Linked DNA regions of Hordeum vulgare: region 2 is linked to region 1. Evidence: chromatin contacts called from public Hi-C data. All regions are on one chromosome and are shown on one strand. The core of a region is the stretch at or near the end of the contact, and the rest is flanking DNA. Distances in the headings are between cores, read along the strand shown.

Region 1 (5,258 bases), core at 16-2,515:
CAACTCCATGACCTTGGAGCAATTGGGACACAAGAGCCCTGAAATGCCCATGTAGAGCGTTCCTTAAGAACTCTTTATGAGCTATATTCTGTTTTCCTTTGGTCCCTGGTAAATCATCACTACCACCGCACTCATGGTTAACATGTTCAAAGGTCTTCCCATCACCAATAGCGCTGTCATCATCATCGTCATTGTATTGAAAGAAACTGTTTTCGGAGTCATCACCCTCATCTTGAGGCGGTGGAGGATGCCATATGAGTCCATTATTACTCTCAAAATCAATTGGCTGTATAATATTGTCATGATGTTCATCATGGCAATTGGGTGAATCCATCAAATAATCACCATCATCGTAGCCATGACCAGAATTCAAAGAGTATAGAGGAGAATTTTGGCTGGCATGACCATTTATCCCGGAGGGAGGACTTGTGCCTACTTGTCCGGATCGTTTCATAGGACTATATAACGGGCTCGAATTTCCCAACCTGAATGTGTACAGCCTACTAATATTTGTGCTCACGGAATCCGTATCAGAAGTATCTTGAGAAAACTCACTGCCCGGGGAGAAATACCGGCCTCGGTCTGAGTCCTCGCCGTCTTCATAACCAATACTCCTACATCCAACAAATTTTATTCAGTCAACATATCAGGCTATGCCCTCCAGGGAATGCAAGGAAGTCAAATACCCACCCTGGCGTTGAGCATCGGAGAGGACCAGGTGAGGAGAAACGCCGCCACCCAGCAGACCTCGAGGAAGACGGTGTCGGGACACGCTCCGGTGGGGACATCGGAGCCCCGTCCAACCCGTCACCACGCTGCTCCATGGGGGCACCTCGGCCACCGTTAATAGGCCGGACGCCGAGGTCGGAGCGGTCGCCGCCGCCGCAGTCCGTCATCGCAAGGTCGGTCACCCAAGAATCGGACTTCCGCGCGACGGGAACTCCCATAAAAGCAGCAAAAACCACGAAAAAACAACTGCCGAGGAGGCCCAAACCTAGCAACTTCTTGATTTCACAGTAGACCCTGTACCAAATTACACACCACAAATCACGGGAAAACAAAGCACGCCAAAACCAGGAGCCACAAACCGTTAGAGGGGAGCTAAAAGGGACCCCGCAAAGCGCCTAGTCCTAGCGTTTCTTGGGATCTGCACATCCGAGGCATTTCCTCGAGCATGTGGCGGGCAAGAGGGCGGCAGCATCGCCCGAGGCTCCACGGTCAAGCAGCTGCTGCGGGAGGGAGGCGGCGGCGGCGGCGGCGGCGGCGGCGGCGGGCGAGCGGAGTCCAGGGTAGGGGGAGGCGGAGGGGGGTGAGGGGAAGGTGCCCATGGAAGGGAAGCTTTTGCGTGTGAGGGGAATGGAGGAAGATATAGAGTAGAGAAAAAGGTAAGCGCGGTAGGAGAAAGGTGGGGAAAAAAAAGAAAGAGTTCGGTGGGTGCCGTTGGTTTTGGTTTTTTTGTTTTTCCTGCCTTTTAATTCGCTTATCTTCTTTCCTTTTACTACCTTTCTTTTGACTTCTGTCTTTTTTATAGTAGGAAAAAAACCCAGGACTTGTATCTCTTGATGGGAAAAAAATCAGAGAAAAAATATATTGTGTTTCTTTCCTTTTATGAATTAAATTAAATTGTGATGGAGCTAGGCAGTACTATGTTATTGTGGTGAAGCAAAATCCGGATTGTGGGTTTGAGTTGCCTTTTCTCTATGTTCAAAAGTTATTTTCTTCCATTTGACAAAAGTTGTTCCCTGTTGAGACTTTGCAACATGTGCGTTGTGTTCTGTTTTGATTGCTCAAGGTCTTTCGATGTCATTTTCGTGTTGATAAACCTTGAGCGTCATTTAACCGCATATTTCGTGATTTTGTCAAATAAGGACATGTTGTCCCCAAAGAACAAACGGCGAGTATAGTAAAAGTATGTTACAATTTCAGTAACATATACTGTATATTCCACATGAAAATTCAAGAAAATATATGGAACACAAAATATGAAATTGTATCACAAGTCGTAGAAAAAATTGTGATGACTCACTAATTTCAATCACGCCCGCGTTCTTAAGCCTTAGTCATCATCAAGTTATAATAGTATTATTAATGTCCATTTTGTAACCTTGAAATTATTGTTAAATGTAAGAAGATGTGACTATAAGCCTCATCCATCAAGATTCAAGAGCATCATTACAAATAATACCCATTGTAGTTCCTTCACATGGATCATTTTTATCTCATCGCTTGCCAAAGCATCAACGGTAATAAACATGGTATTGTAGTTCATATTTCTCTTTTTCAGTTGGATATATTTTCTTAAGGAGAAGCGCGAGACACATGAAATCTTTTTTCCCAAGAAGATCTCAATGCCAACTCAATTTGCTTATCTTTGTTACAAGGAGCGACAAGAAACCGAGTTCAAAGACATTAGTGTATAAGAATTTCTTGAGAAAAGGGGGGTCAAGCAATACGCTGCTCCCAAGCTCAAATAGACCCTCATTGACAGTAAAATAAAATGAAAACCAATTCTTATGCTCGGAAGCTGCTGGATTAGGAAGACTCGGCCCCCGCGTCGCTCCCAGGGGCGACTCGGGCGGCGAAACCCTAGCCGCCACCCAAGCCCCCTCCCTCCCCTCGTCGCCGCCGGAGGATGCTGGTGGGTGAAGCCCTCGTCGGTGGACGGCGGCGACGGGGCCCTTGTTTGCGTGCTCGCGCGCTGGAGCGGTGGGAATGTGCTCGCGCGCTGGAGCAGTGGGAGCGTGTGGTGGCGCGTCGGAAAGCTGTCCGCGTGCAGGAGAGGTCGAGATGGCGCGGTGCGTGTGCGCGGAGGCGCTGCTACGGCGGCTGCCGGCCGCTGCAGCGAGCGGCAGAGCTGGGGGCGCTCAGATCTGGGCCGCGCGGGCCCGCCTTGGCCCGAGTCAACCACTCTGCCCCCACCCACCCTTCTCCCTCCTCCCACCCCTCCCAGCCGCCGCCGGTGGTTGTTGGGGAACGTGCATGGGAAACAAAAAATTTCCTACGCGCACGAAGACCTATCATGGTGATGTCCATCTACGAGAGGGGATGAGTGATCTACGTACCCTTGTAGATCGTACAGCAGAAGCGTTAGAGAACGCGGTTGATGTAGTGGAACGTCCTCACGTCCCTCGATCCGCCCCGCGAACAATCCCGCGATCAGTCCCACGATCTAGTACCGAACAGACGGCACCTCCGCGTTCAGCACACGTACAGCTCGACGATGATCTCGGCCTTCTTGATCCAGCAAGAGAGACGGAGAGGTAGAAGAGTTCTTCGGCAGCGTGACGGCTCTCCGGAGGTTGGTGATGATCTCGTCTCAGCAGGGCTCCGCCCGAGCTCCGCAGAAACGCGATCTAGAGGAAAAACTATGGAGGTATGTGGTCGGGCAGCCGTGAGAAAGTCGTCTCAAATCTGCCCTAAAAGCCCCATATATATAGGAGGAGGGAGGGGGACCTTGCCTTGGGGTCCAAGGGACTCCCAAGGGGTCGGCCGAGCCAAGGGGGGGAGGACTCCCCCCCCCAAACCGAGTTGGACTTGGTTTGGTGGGAGGAGTCCCCCTCCCTTCTCACTTCTTCCCTCTTTTTTTTTCTTTTCCTTTGATTTCCTTCTCTTGGCGCATAGGCCCTTTTGGGGCTGTCCCACCAGCCCACTAAGGGCTGATGTGTCTCCCCAAAGCCTATGGGCTTCCCCGGGGTGGGTTCCCCCCCCCCCCCCCGGTGAACTCCCGGAACCCTTTCGTCATTCCCGGTACATTCCCGGTAACTCCGAAAACCTTCCGGTAATCAAATGAGGTCATCCTATATATCAATCTTCGTTTCCGGACCATTCCGGAAACCCTCGTGACGTCCGTGATCTCATCCGGGACTCCGAACAACATTCGGTAACCAACCATATAACTCAAATACGCATAAAACAACGTCGAACCTTAAGTGTGCAGACCCTGCGGGTTCGAGAACTATGTAGACATGACCCGAGAGACTCCTCGGTCAATATCCAATAGCGGGACCTGGATGCCCATATTGGATCCTACATATTATACGAAGATCTTATCGTTTGAACCTCAGTGCCAAGGATTCGTATAATCCCGTATGTCATTCCCTTTGTCCTTCGGTATGTTACTTGCCCGAGATTCGATCGTCAGTATCTGTATACCTATTTCAATCTCGTTTACCGGCAAGTCTCTTTACTCGTTCCGTAATACAAGATCCCGCAACTTACACTAAGTTACACTGCTTGCAAGGCTTGTGTGTGATGTTGTATTACCGAGTGGGCCCCGAGATACCTCTCCGTCACACGGAGTGACAAATCCCAGTCTTGATCCATACTAACTCAACTAACACCTTCGGAGATACCTGTAGAGCATCTTTATAGTCACCCAGTTACGTTGCGACGTTTGATACACACAAAGCATTCCTCCGGTGTCAGTGAGTTATATGATCTCATGGTCATAGGAATAAATACTTGACACGCAGAAAACAGTAGCAACAAAATGACACGATCAACATGCTACGTCTATTAGTTTGGGTCTAGTCCATCACGTGATTCTCCCAATGACGTGATCCAGTTATCAAGCAACAACACCTTGTTCATAATCAGAAGACACCGACTATCATCGATCAACTGGCTAGCCAACTAGAGGCATGCTAGGGACGGTGTTTTGTCTATGTATCCACACATGTAAACGAGTCTTCATTCAATACAATTATAGCATGGATAATAAACTATTATCTTGATACAGGAATTATAATAATAACTATACATTTATTATTGCCTCTAGGGCATAATTCCAATAGTCTCCTACTTGCACTAGAGTCAATAATCTAGCCCTCACATCACCATGTGAATTACATTGTAATAAATCTAACACCCATACAGTTCTGGTGTCGATCATGTTTTGGCCGTGGAAGAGGTTTAGTCAGCGGGTCTGCTACATTCAGATCCGTGTGCACTTTGCATATATTTACGTCCTCCTCCTCGACGTAGTCGCGGATGAGGTTGAAGCGTCGTTTGATGTGTCTGGTCTTCTTGTGAAACCTTGGTTCCTTTGCTAAGGCAATGGCACCAGTGTTGTCACAGAACAAGGTTATTGGATCCAGTGCACTTGGCACCACTCCAAGATCCGTCATGAACTCCTTCATCCAGACACCCTCCTTAGCCGCCTCCGAGGCAGCCATGTACTCCGCTACACATGTAGAATCTGCTATGACGCTTTGCTTGGAACTGCACCAGCTTACTGCACCCCCATTAAGAATAAACAC
Region 2 (5,764 bases), core at 1,187-3,686, 360 kb after region 1:
CAGAATATGCGCTATAGATTATAAGTCTGCTTCCAAAATAATATAATAAGAATAGTTAACAGGTCAAAATAACATCTTATATGGATTTTACACATTTTCAAATCAAATTTCATATATAATATGTTGAAATCAGAGTTTCGATTTAAAAGATATGGATAATCTAAAAAAAACATTTGTTTAACTTAAATATAACCCATTGGTCAATTACCTGAAATGTCAGGGGGTTAATAGAAAAATGCAAAAAATGATTCGGTTCTGACTTAAGTATGTACAACGGGTTAATTCTCAAAAAAAATATAGATTTTCTTTTACAAAATTGGGTGATGAACAAACAGAAACACTATGTACTTTATTAGCAGGTATAAAAGTTTGCAAAACAAAAATCAAAAATAAAAGCATGTACGATGGACTCATTGATAGCCTTTTAATAAACTAAAACACAATGTTAACTTTTCTTTAAAGGGTGAGATTTATTATAAAGGTTAACTTACAGTATAAAACATCTCAAGTATAATAAAAATTACATCAAGGTTCTGAGACCACCGAACGATAATTTTTGCGCTCGAACGAGCCACGAACATGCCGATGTTGTCATTCCCCTACCGATGCCAGTTTAACCTTGTCGATGACAGTCAAAAAGTCTTCGTGTATGTGTCGCTAAGGACCAACGCCCTGAAGCCCAGTTGGCGTTGTTAAACCCTTGAATCTCCCCTAATAATAAAGCGCGCAACGCTTCTGTCGTCCGTTGCCGGTCATTTTACAAAAAAGCCCTCGCAGTTTCAGTTAATTAACCCGCAGTCCAACTTTAAGTCAGAACGAACCGTTTTCTATCGTTTTGCAGAAAAGTCCTCACAGTTTTAGATAATCAACCCGCGGTCCATCTTTTAGTCAGAGCCGAACCGTTTTTTTTTTTGCATTTTAGAGAAAACTCCCTGATGTTTCAAGTAATCAACCCGTCGTTCCTATTTAAGTCAGCCGAAACGTTTTTTTGTTTTAACAAAAAAACCCTGACTTTTCAGTTAATCAATCCATATTTTATCTAAAACAAAATTATCCATATCTTTTAAACCGTAACTCCGATTTTAACATGTTATATATGAAATTTGATTGAAAAAATGTGTAGAATCTAAATAGGATGTTCTTTTTAGCTGTCGAATACTTCTTAAATATTATTTTTAGTGCAAACTTAATCTGTAGTGTACGGTCTTTTTTTTCTCTCTTTCCGACGACCATACGAATTGCTATAAATATCCATTAAATTAAAACCAAATTGAGAGAAAAGAAAACATCGTTAACCACACATGCATACCTTTGGAAAATCTCGTGGAGAGAAACAACATATTTCTCATCTTATTCCGAGTGATTATACATTCAAACGCGTTTTCGTTGTGTGAGCACTGAGACCATCGTCGACAACACAAATGTGATGCCATGTGAAAATATATTACGTTCAAAGCGTGTGTTATTTTATTTTCCGTTGCAACGCACGGGCTTTTTTGCTAATAGATCTAAAGCACGGAACACCAAATCTTGTCACATAAGGAAAAACCTTAACCTGACCGTCTCAAAGAGACAACATGAATCTACGCCTGAGTTTTGTCGGCTTTGTCCAGATTAACGAATTCGAAACGGATCAAAACTTAAAAGACAAACTCGAATAAGAAAACACCGCCATCCGTCTGAGCGTTGCATCTGAGGACTAAAAACAATAACCTAATAAACTACTAAACGTAGTAAAGACACCGGAATTCCCCTCTCTTTCGCGGACCGCCGGATTGGCAGGCAGACGAGAGGCTAATCCACGGACTTGCCGATGAAGCACGGCGGAGAGAGCTCGTTCTAGCCGCTTTAGGGTTAGGGGAGAAAAAACGAGAAGAAGATCCTGCTATCCTCGACAAGAATACCATGATCTGATAGTGCTCCTTCATCGTAATCCAGCAGTACATTACATACGGTTTGCTTTCGATTCACAGCACGAGCAAGCTACAACTACGCCGTGGCAGTGACCGCCGGGCGCCGGCTCACCTCTCGATCCTAGCTGGGCGTGGTCTAGTTGGTCGCCATCCCGGATCGCCTTTCGGCGGCGCCGTAGCCCGTGGGCTCCATGACAGGCGACCCATGCACGCCTGAGGCGACGTGATCCTGACTCCCGAGAACGCCCCGCTGACGCGCTGCGCTTTCGTCTTCCATCGGATCACCGGGATACAAGAGAGAAATTCCATGCCAAAATGATGGGCCATGCGGATATTAAGCACCGGCCACTTTTAGTTTACTGATGTAAACATCATCAACCGCCACTCGAGTGCACGATCAGAAATATCTTTGGCGCTTGCCCGGCTTCACTGTTGGAGCAAATGCGCATGTGGGGCAAAAGGTACGGCGCGTATGGCCGGTGCCGGCGTCCTCTTCGCACTGATGATGCAGTTAAGTTGTCAAATTAATCCGTGGACCCGTGCCTAACGTTCGACGGCTATCCCTGTCCAACGTCGATCCTACATGTAAAGCTGGACGTCGCACGTCAACCAATTAAAACCATTGTGGTACATGTAGCATTCTATCAGATCGGATTGGTTCAGATTGGTTAGAATGACGAGGCGCCTCGTAATGCTTGTGGGCTGAGGCACTTCTTTTGTTTGTACAAGAGGATTTCCAAAGAAAAAAAATTCTATGGTACCCTTGATTTGTAGGAATGGATTTTTATTTCTATGTAGGATAGAAGCCAATCCTTCACATTTTAAAGAAAAAATATATTAACCTAGACTCAATGAAAACTTTTATATCCTATGCATCAAATGACATGTCTTTTTTTATATGAATTAAGATATACGTCATCTCACTTCCTATGATTTCCTTATTCCTATAATATTTCTGTCCTATGAATCAAGGGAGGCTCTGGTTCTGGTTTCATCAAGTGTGTTGTGTGTGTCATGCACTTGTGTTGTTTCATGGTGTGATTAGGTATACTATGCAGTGCAATGTGTGCTCATGTGCAAAGCATACATATGGTCCCACATGCAGCCCGAGTGTGCTTCCGTGTGTTGTGTAATGTGGAGCACATGTTTGTTCATGTTTGGAGCACATATTCATGTTGGTTCGAAGTACATATTGGGATCTCATGGCTACTGCACAATTCTATATTCTTATGAATTTTGATGGGCCTCCAAACACAGAGTTTTGTAGGACAACAATAAATTTCTCTTAAGTGGATGACCTAAGATTTATCAATCCACGAGATGTGAGGATGAAGGTGGTTCTCTCTCAAATAACCCTACAATCAAATAGAAGAAATCACTTTGTAGCCCCAACACACCCAATACCGTTGTCAATTGTATATGTGAACTAGTTCGGCGAAGAGAGGGTGATCTATGTGTAATACGGATGGTAGAAATACATTTTTATAATATGAATAAATAAAAAATAGCAAGGTAGCAAGTAATAAGAGTGAGAAAAAACGGTATTGCAATGCTTGGAAACAAGGTTAAGGTTCATAATTTCACTAGTGCCAACTCAACATAATTAACATAATTGAACATCATGATAATCCCTCAAAGTGCAACGAAGAATCACTTCAAATTTTCTATTCTATCGGAGAAAGTAGGATGAAATCGCATAGGTAGCAAACCACATCAAAGTTGTGTTTCCAATCAATCTATTGAACCACCCCTAAATTAAGTGTCACCAATAATCGTAGACATCGTACTACAACAACACCATATGTTTCAACATTTATGCTTAGAGAACCACAATGTCACCACAGGTATCCGCAAGTTAAGTACTAGACATGCATCAAGTGATGTCAAATCTAAGGTATTCAATCCAACATAAATAAATTTCAAAGAGCAAGGCTCAATTCACTACGGAAAGGATAGAGGGAGATGAACATCATAATGTCCAACTTTCTTGATAAAGTTCAGGATGCAATCAAGATCGAATCCCTCAAGAACATGATATAGAGATATTTTGAACACCTAGCTACGAGTACATACTCTCAGCTTCAAGGATCCACTACTCACACATCACCATGAGAACAAAAAGGTGGATGAAGAGGCCTCCTCCAATGGCTTCCTCATCCGACAGAGTGCCAGAAATGGTCCTAGATGGGACCAATGCCAAATATAAACTTGTGGTGGCAAAAGAAATGTTGTAAGGGTACGACGAAGGGTTTCAATATCTATAGGGATTTGTGGCATTGTAATTAGGTCAAATGAAGTCTTAGGGGCCTCACATGAGAAGTTGGCGCTCCCATACCATTGGTCGCACCACGTGTCCATGTGGATGCCTCATGGGTCCCCTCGACTTCTCCACAAGCTTCCAGGTCCTGCGTTTTTTCAGAAAATATCGTCAAAAATTGCATCGTATTTGAACCTTCCTAGATATGAATTTTCTGTGAAACCAAAAACAAGCAAAGAACATGAACTAGCATTGGTCACTAAATTAATAAATTAGTCTATACAAATAATATAAAGTGCATAAAACATAATTAATTGATGTAAATATAGCATAAATATTTTATAATATGTTGGAGACGATCATAAGCACACATGTTAGTGCTAGTTGGGAGCACCCGTTTGGAAGTACAAGTTGGTACTAGTTGGAAAGACAAGTTACTTTATATTTAGAGTACTGGTTATTACTAGATGGAATCACATATTTGGCCAGAAAAAGTTTGTCAAATGTATCAACATGGGATATCATTTTGAATATCTCATAGCGACAAATGCAAGAGTGAAAATGTAATTTAGACTTTCGGTTAAAGAAAACTTTTCTAAAAGCAATTATAAAACGCAACCAAACTCATTCATCACTTCCAGATGTAGGGAGAAATCCCATCAAAACTCCCAAATTGCAAAGATACCTTTAATTGGTGAATTCCATACTACAGAGTTGCCCCCACATACTCGATAGAATTTGCCCCACTTCCTTGTGTTTTTCGCTTAAATTTCCAAAGCCCAAAGACAACAGCCCGGTAGCCAGTCATATCACACAAAGTCGCATGGAAGGGGCTGGTGAAATACATGCAGCCAACGGGTCTGCCAGGAAGCTAACCTGATTGCCGCCCATGCACACACAATGCGTGGGATAAATTAATAAAAGGACGTATTTGGTATACTGCATGGATTTTGGGGTATTTGTATATGCGACTGAGTGATACAGGCCAAAAACCATGGATTTTGGTCAGTTTGATCACCGACGTTTGATTGGTAGAAGTTCTGGGGTATGGTTGTCAACGTACAAAACATGGGATGATTTTTCGGTTTGTTTGGAAATGCATAGAGTGACATCTCTCGAAAAAGGACTTCTTCCCAAAAAACCAAAATTGTATTTTATTTAATCCAAATTTTAGGCTGGACGCAAGGAATCTAGTTTTGAAGATCTCGACGCAAGGAATCTAATGATGAAAACTATTCGAGATTTGGACACACGGTTTAAGAGATAAAACATTTAAAAAATACAAATCTACGAAGAAAACAAAGAAAACTACTAGGTTGTGGCAAATAACACACACAATGCGCCACTTGACAAAATCTGAGGAAGTAGGAGCAACCTTTGAAAGAGATACTCCTCGATTAGTGATTTTGACTTACCCGGAAGGCTAGAGTGGAAACACAAAGCTGGCCCCACTGAACCGGTCCAGTGGCTCACGAGCACATGGTGTTAGCGTTCGAGTATTGTAGCTGATCAAACCCAGGAAAAGTAGAAAACCGGACCAACGTTATTATAGCAAAAGTATTTTGAGATGATCATTGTGAAAATGCGATTGTTT

The links. Hi-C and Micro-C count contacts between places; a contact is called where the count stands out from the background.
Region 2: a contact with region 1 is called in a Hi-C map of leaf, with 5 times the contacts expected there. The contact joins the enhancer-like site here to the promoter of LOC123409935 in region 1. A contact is called at or near these places in 4 of 6 Hi-C or Micro-C datasets (leaf and seedling).

What each region holds. Positions count from the first base shown.
Region 1 is chr7H:112,707,289-112,712,546 of MorexV3_pseudomolecules_assembly, forward strand. LOC123409935 (putative 1-phosphatidylinositol-3-phosphate 5-kinase FAB1C) reads right to left here and starts at 1,266. Exons shown (of 11, transcript XM_045102804.1): 1 at 691-1,266; 2 at 1-614. The coding sequence starts at 947. It also overlaps the pseudogene LOC123409936.
Region 2 is chr7H:113,065,560-113,071,323 of MorexV3_pseudomolecules_assembly, forward strand. No RefSeq gene overlaps it. Among protein-coding and RNA genes, the nearest start is that of LOC123413334, 35 kb to the right of the region's middle. Within about 2 kb of position 2,437, at least 2 of the 3 cell types and tissues checked have open chromatin away from gene starts, as enhancers often do. A contact at or near this core is called in leaf, where this site is marked.